2 separate regions of the Zea mays genome follow, and region 1 is linked to region 2. The links are chromatin contacts, called in public Hi-C maps. All regions are on one chromosome and are shown on one strand. The core of a region is the stretch at or near the end of the contact, and the rest is flanking DNA. Distances in the headings are between cores, read along the strand shown.

Region 1 (6,608 bases), core at 3,056-5,555, 360 kb before region 2:
CAACTTGACAATGCCAAGAGAGTTGACAGAACAGTAACATCGTAGTTTACCACACTAAATCAACAGGTTCACTGTCCTAGTCCAGCATACATAAGAACTTACCAAACGAGTGTTTCTGAAGCCTTATCTACAGGAACATGAGCGAAAGTGGAACTATCCATTTCCAAGTTATTAAACATTTACTGCTGTAGACAGGTTACTTGAGAAATGAGAAGACAAAATGATTAAGTATGCTGGGGGATCCATCTCAAACACTTGTACTACTGTAGTACTGTGGAAGTACAGAAAATGAAAGTGGGAGTAGCCATTACGAATTGCAATAAAAAAATCCAAATACTAGTACATGTAAACTCACACTTGAGTGATTTGTCTGCTCTCATGATTTCCTCGAAGTATTGTAATTCTATCTCTGTAACGGACTTTCAAAGCCACTAACAGAGAAACCGTTTCAACTGAATAATAGCCACGATCTGCAGTCAAGAGACACGTAATGAATTTAGCAAAGACGTATTACACATGGAAATAAAGTAAGGAACTCCTACTAAATTACTTATACCCTCAACACAAAATAAAATTATAAAATTACCTTCACGCATTCAATAAACAGCACACCCTATGCATTTGCATATCTAAATTACCAAATAGCATGGCAGTTGTTCACTTTTTTTGTCTTATATTTCATAAAGATCAGTTCAAAACATTGTTATGAAAACGTTGTTTAAGCGTCGTTTAAACGGTAAAACGTGATTATACTGTAGAACGTCTGGGTGTTTTAGCAAAATCACGTAGAACGTCTGTTTTTCACGTTTAAACGATGCTTAAACGTCGTTTTCTCGTTTTTGGACGTTCTGGGCCCGTTTAGGATGTTCTATACACGTTATTGGGCCTTTCCCAGGCCAAAAAAAACTAGAGCACGACTTATTTCTCCCGGCTCCCTGTGATGCGGCCATAGATGTACAGAAAGCACGAAAGCCCGACCCGAAGCACGTTTTTTTGGCCCGGTACGAGCCCGATCCGACCCGCTTTTATGCGGGCCCGGACCGGCCGGCACGAATAAGCTGGTCGGGCCCAGACAAGAAATTAAGCACGGTGGGCTAGCCCGGCCCGTTTACCTCTAAGCCTGTCAAGCCCGCTTTTTGCACTAAATCGTGCTTATCGGCCCATTTGGCCCGCTTTTTCCGTGCTTACCGGACCGGACCGGCCTGTTTAGGCACGCAGCGGGCCAGGCTCGGACAGGGAAACAAACCTGCGGGCTTAGATAGCCCAGCCCGGTTTTCTAACCGTGCCTAGCGGGTCGGGCCCAAAACGGATCAGGCTTCACCGGGCTCGGGCCAGGCCAGGCGGGCGGCCCGTTTGGCCATCTCTAGCTGCTGCTAGCGCTTGCAAGCGCCTCCACCCTCCTCTCTAGCTCTTGCTAGCACCGCCGCCCGTCTCCATCCTCTCCTCCAGGTCCCGCTAGCACCGCCTGACTCCCTCCAGCGCCGCTGCGCCGCCGCTGACTCCTCTCCTCCAGCAGCGTTGCCGCCCCCTGCGCCGCTGCTAACTCCTCTCCTCCAGCAGCGCTGCCGCCCCCTGCATCCATCTCTAGTGTCGCCTGCCGCCCTGCACCTGTTCCAGCGTACGCCGACGACCTCCGTCTTCTCCTCTACCCCCCCCCCCCTCCTCCCTCCTCTAGCAGTCCAGCGCCACCAGGCCAGCCCTCCCTCCTCCATCCTCAAGCAGCCGGTGTGGCGATGCCCAGTCATCAAATTTCAGACTTTCAGTCATCAAGTTTCAGACTTTCAGTCATCAAGTTTCAGGTTGTAACTTGCATGTTGGATGATGATTACTGATCATAGATACAAGTTGTAACTTGCATGTTGCATAGTTACATAGACTTATGTAGTTGAACTTGATCTGTTTTGTTTTATGCTATTTGTTTTGTGATCTCAAGTAGGGGTGGATAACGAGCCAGCTCGGCTCGGCTCGTTAAGGTAATGAGCCACAGAGTCAGCTCAGCTCGGCTCGTTAACGAGCTCGAGCTGGCTCGTTTAGCTCGCGAGCCAGAGCAGGAAAAAAATAAAATATACATAATAATTATTTTTTAGTTAATTTCAAACTAATTTAACAATAGAAAATAGTAATTATACTCATAGTTTCACAAACCACGTCAATATAACACCAAATTAGCACAATTCATCACTCATTAATTCACAGTTCACATACATGTTCATCACTTTAACCCATAATTATATTTGCATAGACCAAATTAACACATTGACATAGTTCATTAATCATTAGTTTAATTCATAGGCCATAGACACCTCACATATATATAACATGTTCATCAATTATTCTATAAATGATATGCATATAGTTTCGTTTTGCTGGAATATGTTAGCTCATTTAGCTCGCGAGCTGGCTTGTTAACGAACCGAGCTGGCTCGTTAACGAACCGAGCTAGGATGTCAGCTCAGCTCATGAAAAAAATCAAACGAGCCGATCCGAGCTGACCATGAACCGAGCGAGCCAGCGAGCCACGAGCATTTCGTCCAGCCCTAATCTCAAGTACTCAACTTATGTATGAACATATTATATCCTGTCATTTTATGTGAAGTCTAAAAAGACGTTTCAACGTTTAAATCCTTGTTTTCAAGTCGGCGACTAGTCATCAGGTCGGCCCTAGGATCTCGACTGGTGAGGTCGGCTCGACTTTTCTAGCAAGTCGGGCGACTTGGCAACGACTGGAAATTCCCAGTCGACTAGTCGACCGACTTGTGTCTGGCAAGTCGACCGACTTGTGTCCCAGTTCGGCCCAAGCAGCCCAAAGGCCCATTATACAACATAAAGCTTACCTCCCAACACTTATGTGGCTGATCTTGATTTGGATGATCTTGATTTGGGAGATATTTAGGGTATCTAGTATCTATCTAGCTGCAGCAGCAGCTTAGCTATCTAATGGACCTTATTTCCTTTCAAGTTTGAACTATATTTTCTTGCTATTTGATTTCCAATTTGAACTATGTCTATATATGGCTGTTATGACTTATGAGTTTATGACTTATCACTTATGTGGCTGATTTGGTTCAGTTTGAGACTTCAAATGAGGTAAGACTTGCTGTTTATTTCAGTTTGGTTCAATTTCAGGCTTCAAATGAGGTAAAACATGCACTTTCTTCATATATAAATGCTATAGGCAAAACAGCCAGTCAGCCACTATATTGGCAAGTCGATGGCTAGTCGACTGACTTATCGACTAATCACCAAGTCGGTACCTTGTCGACTTGAAAACATGGGTTTAAATGTTAAAAAGGTGCTTCATAACGTTTTAATGTTTTACCGCTTTAATAACCATGGTTCAAAAACAACAGGCCAACAAATCAACCACACTCTCTGAATTCTGAAGCACGCTCACAATTCTTATGAAAACTGCTGGAGGAATACAAATGCTGATAGATGAGAATTATTGTCCTCTCGGTAGCCAAATGGGCTAAAAGGCAACAGCAGCAACAAGATCACGCTAGACCCAAAAGCAACGAACGCATAACAAGCCGAACTACAAGAACTCAAGTAGACTATGTTAAGCAGTAAAGACGTTCCCTGATTTCCCGATAACCAGATTCTTCCAACAATCTGGCCAGAGCCAGACGCATAAAAACCAAGAACCTTTCAGGTTTACCGCAGGATCTAAAAATCCCCATACTTCGGCCTGCACCAAGCCTCGCATATCACAGATCGGCCGACTTAGGTATCGTGAGAGAAAGTTAGGGCGCGGGCGGGCAAGGGGAGAGAAACCGGGACCAGGACAGAGCAGCGTGGGAGACAGGGCGGGGAAGCGTAGCCACGCACCGACGTAGTCGCCCATGAAGAGGTAGTTGGTGTCGGGAGAGTCGCCGCCGATGCGGAAGAGCTCGATGAGGTCATAGAACTGGCCGTGGATGTCGCCGCAGACGGTGACGGGGCAGCGCACGGGCTGCACGTTCCATTCCTCCATGAGGATGGCCTTGGCCTGCTCGCAGAGCACCTTGACCTCCGCCTCGGGCAGGTACTTGCAGTCGCGCAGCTGCGCGATCTGCCGGTCCAGATCCCCGTGCGACGGCATCTCGTCCGCCGCCCGCTCCCCGCCCGCGGCAGAGGGTGGGTGGGTGGGGGCGACTCCGACTCCTTCTCCGGCCTGCGGGCCCGCTGGCGGTCAGGTCGAGGCTAGGGTTTGGGGGAGATCGGCGAGAGACGGGGAGGCGGCGGAGCTCATGCCTCCATTTGCTTGGTTTGCGAATGCGAGATTTTTCCTCGACTCTTCTCGGGACGAGGAACACGTTGTTCCAGGTGTGCAGAGCGAGCAGGTCGATCTAGGTTCGTGTGTGGTTTGATGGTTTCGGAGGGGTGGAATTGTAATTAGCAGGGGTAAGGTAGGTGGATTTTTGATTTGTTAGGACTCGAAAAAACGCCTTCGATAAAATGACTAGTTAATATTGGATTCGTCAAAGGTGTGTTATTTGATTTACTGGATTCGTCAAAGGTGTGTTCTTTAATTTACTGGGTCAGTACCCGTGCGTTGCAACGGGAACATATAATATCATGATAACTTATATACAAAATATGTCTTATATTGTTATAAGAAAATATTTCATAATCCATTTGTGATCCTAGCCATACATAAATTTTGTTATTTTAATTTAGTTGTTTCACTACTACATTGCAACCATCAGTATCATGCAGACTTCGATATATGTCATGATTTGCATGGTCTCATTATTGGAGAGCACGTGCCACACCTGCCGGTAGAAGTTCCGTCGTACATCGTTAGTTATCAGGCACGCACCACCATACACGCTTGCTTAAACAAAAAATGCAAGTGTGTGTTTGCGAAGAGAATTAAAGGCAGGCCGGCACAAAAGGTACCCCGACGATGGCGAGTGGTCATTGTTGTCGGTCCACCTCTGCTCACCTCCGGTGTCGAGATGACGCCACAATCCTTGATATAATAGTCGTCGAACGCGCGCGATATGGTGAGTACCGATCACTCTTGGCTGGGCTGCCAAATGAAGTGCACCCCGGGCTCATCAGCGAGGTAGTACACCTGGTCGTTGCACCACCGGATGTGCTACTCCTCTACATACATCTTATTCGAGGACACTCACACAACAACAACAATGGTCATCATTCCAGCGCACAAGAATTCATGGTCGGTCAGTAGCGACTTACGTGGCAGGTTAGGCTTCAGGTGGATGATGAGCTAGACGGCGTGATGGCGTCGTCGTAGGTTGCGATGCCCAGAACAACCCGAGAGTCGTCGACATTGGCGACGACCATGAGGTCCCCATGTTTGACGATGGACAGCGCGGTGCAGCCGCTCTGGACCACGTCCAAGCGGCGGCTGCGCCGGAGCTTGCCGTACACAGCGGCGCATGGGCCATGTAGGACTGCTTCCAGAGTTCGAACTGGCAGTCGCCAAGTTTCTTCTCGTCGTCGGTGAGCGACGCCAACGCGAGCGCCTCGTGCTAGTGGTGTTTGTTCGGGGTTTCCAAGTAAGAAACATGGATTCATCTTTGGCATTGGTTTATGAAAATGATTTATAAGTTAGATCCATGGAAAATATTATGGAGAATAAATGTTACACATGCAAAAAAAATATTTAAGTTGAAAACATTATTCAAACAAAAGAAATTGCATGCAAGGCTCTTCTTTAAATACTACTCCCTCAATCCAAAAATATAATTTAATAATCTCAGTGATACTTATCTACTACTACACATTGTGCAAGGGTAGCAGGTGGGCTTCGGGAGAGATGTATTATATGTTTTTACTATAATAGATGTAGACATAAACACACATGTGGTGTAGTGGTAGCTACAAACACATTTATTTGAGAGGTCGCGGGTTCGAATCCCCTTGGAGCCTGTTTTTTTAATTTAATTTTAGCTAGGCGTGGGATGCACGTGGGAATGGGAATAGGCTTTGGCTTTGCAGTGAGGACGGAATGGGAATGGCAGAACACGGAATGGGGCAGCCTACCCCTTACCGTCTTAATAGGTAGTAGAGATTTAGATTTATCACCTCTTCACAACAGACTGGGGACTCCGCTTGTCGTCACGGCGGTAACGCAACCAGAGACAACCAAAGAGTTGTCGCCCACACCTACCATCTCCAACAGTACAACTAGCACTAATTCCACAATGAACATTACCATCCTCACCAGCAACACCACAACATATACCAGCAACACCACAACATATACCAGCAACACCAAGAGATCCTAGCTCTATCGCCCCCACCACCACCACAGCATCCAAATCAATCGTTACCAGCAGTAGCAGCACCAAAACAAGAGGACTTCGTCGATCAACCCTTTCGAGGGGTCACTCACATGATTACCGGAGGATCTAGCTCCGAGTTCGACACAAAACGATAGAAGAAAGACCACTATCGAAAGGTCAATCATGTAGCCCTCAACGGCCCTGTCGTTCAAACAAAGTGGTCTCTTATATCACTCACCTTCGACACAAGAGACATCGATTTCCGTAGTGCACCCCATGTCGATGCCATGGTGATAAACTGCCGAGTAGCAGGATAGGATCTGCACAAGGTACTCGTCGATAACGGCAGTCAGGCAGATATCATTTTCTTAC
Region 2 (6,363 bases), core at 1,260-3,759:
TGAGATCTTCACTAGTTCATTTGCTAGTTTGCTCGAAAGTTAGTCATTTTTTCGTCACGTAAATGTCACGAAAGAGTATGGGTTACCTGCTGCGTTCTTTGGTCCGTAGTGACCCCGTCCCGACGATCTAGCAAGAGCTAGAATGTGATCTGGAATTTATGTCGTCATCAAGCATGGGACATGACGGTGGTCGGAGTGAGCGGCGAGGATCACAAGGTCGAGGTCGAGGAAGCTGACGAGGTTCGCATGGTGCGGAGGGGTTGCAGCCGTCGCCACCAATGGCTGGCTTAATTTCTATAATTCTCTTTTACCACCCTTGCGTTGGCTTTCACCTTCTTAACAACCCATTTTTTTTTGTACAAATAGACCTCTAAAAAAGATTAAAGTCAGTACCCTATTGCTTCCTAATCAGTACCCTATTGCTTCCTAATTAATACAAAATAGACCTACCTTACTATGAAAGACCTAAGATATACATGAGGGTCTGTTTGGTTTGATGACTAACTTGCCACACTTTACCTAACTTTTCTGCTTAAGGTTAGTTATTCAATTTGAACGACTAACCTTAGGTAAAGTGTGGCAGGTTTAGCCACGAACCAAACAGTCAATCAGGCAGAAGCAATGCCAGATGCCTCTACTGGCACCGGGAAAATCCTCTGGCCGGGCGACAACAACGCCCGAGGGTCATATCTGGCCTTCAGCTCAGCGATCCTGCTCCATTTCGCGCCGAAATGCCGTCGCCACCCGTCTTGAGATGTGTAGTGTGGCAGGTACTGCTTGCATTCTATCCCCGACCGATCACAGAAGTCCAGCACTGCCTTGTTCCATCTCTCGAGCTGGGGCACGTCGTCTGCAGACAGTGCTGACCAAAGGAAACTGACGGCATAGAACACGTCGTCGTCGTTCGTGGCTGGGGTCATCGCTGTCATCCGGTCGTCCCACCTGTCCTTGTTCATGGGGTACATGAGGATGATCCCAGCTGGGTTGGAGTCCTTGAGTAGAGCCTTGAACACGCCGTCGTCGAAGTCGAGGATGCGCGACCGCGGGACAAAGAGATTCAGCCATGGGTGCGGCACCTCCCACGCGCCGGCTGACCGGAGCACCCTCTCCTCCTCGCGCACCCGGTCGAGGAACTGCACGAACGTCACGTCCTTGGTGAACGCAAACCCTGGCTCGAAGCTCAGCTGATCCAGGAGTGCCTTCATTTTCTGCAACGATTCATACATCAACAACAAATGAGTTTCCTTTCGTCCAAAGCAACAATAAAGTTCGAGGTTTTTTTTTTTGTGTTCAAGCTGATCTGTACCTTATCCACAGATATCGCGGTGTCCTCGGTGTAGTACATGGCGCCTTCGATGTAGTATATCGCAGTAGGTCCGGTCCTCGACGCGAGTCCAGCAAGCCTAGCAAGATCGGCGCCGGAGAAGAAGGGTGTTGATTTGGGACCTTCGACCAAGGACCGGCTGAGCTGGACCTGGCCTTCGACGTAGTCGAACCCGACTTGGCTAGCCCGGTTCGATATGAGAAACTCCTGATCCTTGGTGAAAGTAGCGACGTCGGTGTAGGCAAGTGGAACCCAGCGCACCCTCCTGGGCGCCGGCTCAAGCCGGATCCGTGCCCTGGTTATGACCCCGAACTGGCCTAACCCACCTAGAGCCGCCATGAACAGGTCCGAGTTCACGTCCATGGAGCATGTCACCATCTCACCTGTGCCTGCATTGTTCATGACATGTATAAACTATTATTAGCATTCGTGTGTGATTAGCTGCATATGTAATTGTCACTGGGAGTGTAACCATCGATCAATCAATACCTGTGACGACGTCGAGTTCATGCACGTTGGCGATCTGCGGGCCGTGCCGGAACGCCTGCCCGCCGATGCCAGCGTTGGAGAGCGTGCCGCCGACGGTGAGCCGGAGGTAGTCGGTCCACACGCGGGGCGCCAGGCCGTGTCGCAGCGTGGCGCGGAGGACGTCGACCCACAGCTGCTCCCCGCCGACGTCGACGAACGGCTCCGCGACGGACACGTTGATGCGGGGGCCGCGCCCCAGCGAGCCCATGTCCACGACGACGCCGCCCGGGGCGAGCGCCTGGCCGCGCCAGGAGTGGCCCTGCCCGCGCGGCGCCACAGGGAACGGAGCGACCGACGAGGCGGAGAACCGGACGAGCGCGGCGATGTCGGCCGGCGTGGCGGGGTGGAACACGGCCTCCGGCGCTGCCCTCGCCATCTGGCCGAAGTCCGTCGCCGCCTTAGCCGTCGAGTTGCGGTCCGTGCGGATCCTCGACGCGATGCCCAGCCCGAAAAGATCGCTCGGGAGGACGGCGGCGGGCAGTGGCCGGGGCTGCCCAACAGCGACGGAGAGGAAGCTTGTGAGGAGGGCGGCGACGGCCACGAAACGAGTCCTTGCCATGCTTGTCTTGCGGCAACACAATGCAATCGGAGGTGACTGTGGGACCTGGACGCTTTTGTGGGGGTTATAGAAACTATAGGAGTAGAGATCGCTTGTGTGTCTTAGAGGCCAAGAACTTCCATGGTATTTATAGGCGGGGGTACCATCTGGCCTCGCAAACGTTGACAAATGGAAGCACAACAGCCTTTCGGATTACTGAAATTTGTTCTGAATATTCTGAAGCTGATTGACTTTGCTAAAAACAAAGAGCAATGTACCTGTGAAGCCACACTGGTGGTGAACTTATGTTGATGGGTCCCATCTTCTGGTTTGGAGATGTTGACTTGCTGAGAGTATGAAATGATCATTGGCCAGAGCAATGTCGTTGTTTTTTAAATGGATCGTGTAAGGTCAGAGAGATTCCGAGAATTTTTTTTTTCGTGCCTTTGCTGGCTTAAAAATAGCTGGGGCGGGCCGGTACAGTGGCCAAAATATAAGCTGCCTGTTAGTTCTCTTTCCTACTCAAATAAAAGGTAAAGCTTTTCTCTTACAACTATCATATAGCAATTTTTTTTGTTTGAGTAGACTTCAATAAATTACTCCATCCGTTTCGTTTTAGTTGTCGCTGGATAGTACAAAATTGAACTATCCAGCGACAACTAAAAAGAAACGGAAGGAGTACAACTATCAACTATGTTAAACTAAAACATGCGTAGCTACAGTTTGTTTTTACATATATCTTAATTTTTTTACAGACTAGTATATAGCAAAGGAATAAATTAATCTATGTAAAAAGTAGTTATAGACTGTAGTTCTAGCCTGAATCGGTCATGGTTAGAGAGACTAATCTTTAGTTTCTGGCTTTTAGTCCCGTTTAGTCTCTATTTTGCCAAACAGAAGGACTAAAATAGGGAATAATTGACTTTAGTCTTTAGTCCCTCACATGAGTGCTAAAGGAATTAAAGGGTAACATTTACTCCAATTGCTATTGCTTAGAAAACTGGTGTGAAACAAAAAAAATTATTTTGATCTTTATGTGTTGTATTTAATGTAGTTAGAATCTGTTTAATCACTATAACCAAATAAGGTAGGGACTAAAGTTTAATGGAAGCAAACGGTGCCTTAATATAACCCAGACGATTACACCCTCGCGGTAATCTTGGCAAGAAGCATGTGACTGCCTGCCGTGATCAACCAGCTGGCGGCAGGAGATTTCGTCCACGTGGCAACAATCCTGTCTACCAACCGCTGGCGCAGGCAGGTAAACTGGAAGCAGCTGACTCCCACCACTTGAACAATTAATCTGTTGATGTCCGGCATGGAGTGACAGGTGTGCAAGCACCTTCATATTTTTTTCCCTCGTCAACATTCTGTTTTAAATTTTTTTTATTGATTTTTTTAAATTTGGAACTCAACGATATCATACTTGTCTCTGTTCACGAGCAGTCGAGTCAGCGCAAATTTAAACTCCGCCGTGCATGGGTAAAGAAAAACATATCCTTCAAGACGGCAGGACTATGGATTTTTTTTAAACAAATAAAAAGAACAACCGGATGCAAGAACAATATAGTAAGGTTGCAGGCTGCGAGGGTGCATGAACGTCGAGGGGCTATATTTTTTCCAGACCAAATCAAACCAGCAGATTTGTCGTCCCACGTTTTTAGGGGTACTTTCTGTGTGAGTGTGCGTTGACATTCTGTGCGTGCGCGTTCTGTACGGTGCAGCGCAGGACGCCACGAGCATAATTATTGTATAGTTATTTTCGTGGCATAATTATTGCGTTCGATCCAATGGGCACAAAATACTGATAACCATTGGCGAGGTTTTAAATGAGCACCGGTAAGCTTTATATATATATAACAGGGAAATGGTTCACTATCGTCAACCACAATTTTTATTTAAACAAGAAGTACATATAGCTGTGTGGCATTGGCAACCCGAGTGTATCTCAGTTTCAGTTGGTTTGATCTGTATTCGTCTATATTGAAGTTTCATAGGGTTCAACGACAATAATATTTTAATGTAGGGTGTATATGTTTGCGGTTATAGACCATGTTTTTAGGATTTGTTTGGTTGCACAGGGATTGAGGGTATGTCCGTACGTGTGTGTTCGTTCGTTTTAAACGTCTGCATTTGTATTATAAGATCATTCTCAATGCATATTTTATCGTAAGGTTGTCATGCCAACATTTATTTAGAAAATAGTGTATCTAGAATTTTATCCCTACGAAACTCTCTTATCTCCCGTGAAACTCTCTTATTTCTCTCTTTATTAAATTGTATGTCATGTCATCTTATTTGTTTACGTGACATGCCATTTAATGACAATAGAACTTTAATAAAACTCCCACTCAGAACGAGCTTATGACCCTGTTTGGCACAACTTATTTTCAGCTTCTTCACAAATTTAAGCAGAGGTTCTGCCAAACAGGCAGCTTCTGCAGCAACTTATCAGTTCAGCTCAGTTCAGCTGCTTCTCAGAATACACTAAAAGCAGCCAACAAACAGAAGCTGCTTTTCACCAGCTTCTCAGATAAGCTGCTTTTTCAACAAGCACCAGCTGTGCCAAACAGGGCCTATACCTTACAAAATATCTATGACAATGGATATATAGGAGATATTATTGTTGACAAATGAAGTAATGACTTACCAACTTAAATTGTTGTTTCCTAGTAAAATAAAGATATAATATATTCCACCGTGAGTAATTTCTTGGGAGATAATTAATTATTATTGCTGGTAGAAGCTTTGACATTCAAGAACCCAATATATTATGAGCTCTAATTCGGGCATCTAACATCTTTTATTTATTTATTTAAGATACATATTTGCAAGGTACTACTATAGCCTACTACGAGTCTGCGCGTGATGGTGACCCATGAATAGGGCCATAAGTAAACACACTCTCAACCTTACCAAGACACAAGGGATCTAAGTCACGATTTGCCCGAGACCAACCCTGTATGGGTCGGAAACATAGTCACGACTCGCCCGAGACAAACCTCGGGTGGGAGACACAATCACAAACTCGTCTAGGGCCAACATCAGACAGGAGACGCAGTCATGGCTCGCTCGAAGCCAACCCCGGGCGAGAGACACAGTCACGACTCGACCGAGGCCAACCCCAGACTCGCCAACCACTCTGATGCTCCGGAAGGTTCCCGACTCAGCCAACCACTCCGATCTTAGAATGTGCGCCCATACGTTCACCTGCCCTGCTGAAGGTGCGAAAGTCAACAGAGGACGACACGACTACGATCTAATCTACCTTTACCGCCCATGACGATGGTCAGGGCGCGAATACGGGACACTGTTCCCCCACTCCGACCACTATTTCAACCACCCAGAGCGTGGCTACATGTAAACGTCTAATCTCGGCCTCGGCCTCGGGAGAAATCTTCGCCTCGCCCATGCCCGACCTCGACCAACTGCCCCAGTAGGGGAGCACGTGCATTAAATGCCACCTACTCTCCTGCGAACCTCGCAGAAGACCATGCCAAGCATTGTTTCAATCAATTCGACTCGACACACATGGGAAATGTCTCACCCGCACCCTGTATAAGATAGGGATCAGACATATGCCCATGCTTCCGAGCCTAGCCTTGGCTCTCTACCCAGTCAAAGGAACATGATACAACGATCGGGCATCCTTCTCCTGACCAAAGACGACAACAAGGATGAAGGCGAACCCGTCGGCCGTGCCGCTACAGGGCTCGGACACATCTTCTCTGACCATAACAACAACATAACACCCCTTGTACTCCTGAGCCTCCTCCTTACAAATATAAAAGGAGAGGCCTATGGTCTTCTATGGGGGACTTCACGGCTCACGACTCAACTCACTTCTGATATTGGCACTCGCCTCAATCATACTCAGAGACTTGGGACTCACTCCCTCTCTCGACTCGCTTGTATACCCTACTACGAGCACTTAGGTGCAAGATAAAACAAGAATCCCTCCCCCGCTAGATGT

What was found. Hi-C and Micro-C count contacts between places; a contact is called where the count stands out from the background.
Region 1: a Hi-C map of leaf shows a contact between it and region 2, with 4 times the contacts expected there. The contact joins the promoter of LOC100273101 here to the promoter of LOC103654801 in region 2. A contact is called at or near these places in 3 of 25 Hi-C or Micro-C datasets (ear, leaf and tassel).

What each region holds. Positions count from the first base shown.
Region 1 is chr4:238,981,220-238,987,827 of Zm-B73-REFERENCE-NAM-5.0, reverse strand. LOC100273101 (putative serine/threonine protein phosphatase superfamily protein) reads right to left here and starts at 4,305. Exons shown (of 6, transcript NM_001147550.1): 1 at 3,829-4,305; 2 at 356-470. The coding sequence starts at 4,081.
Region 2 is chr4:238,620,572-238,626,934 of Zm-B73-REFERENCE-NAM-5.0, reverse strand. LOC103654801 (cytokinin dehydrogenase 7) reads right to left here and starts at 2,509. Exons shown (of 3, transcript XM_008681615.3): 1 at 1,814-2,509; 2 at 1,307-1,713; 3 at 261-1,208. The coding sequence starts at 2,411. The coding sequence ends at 609.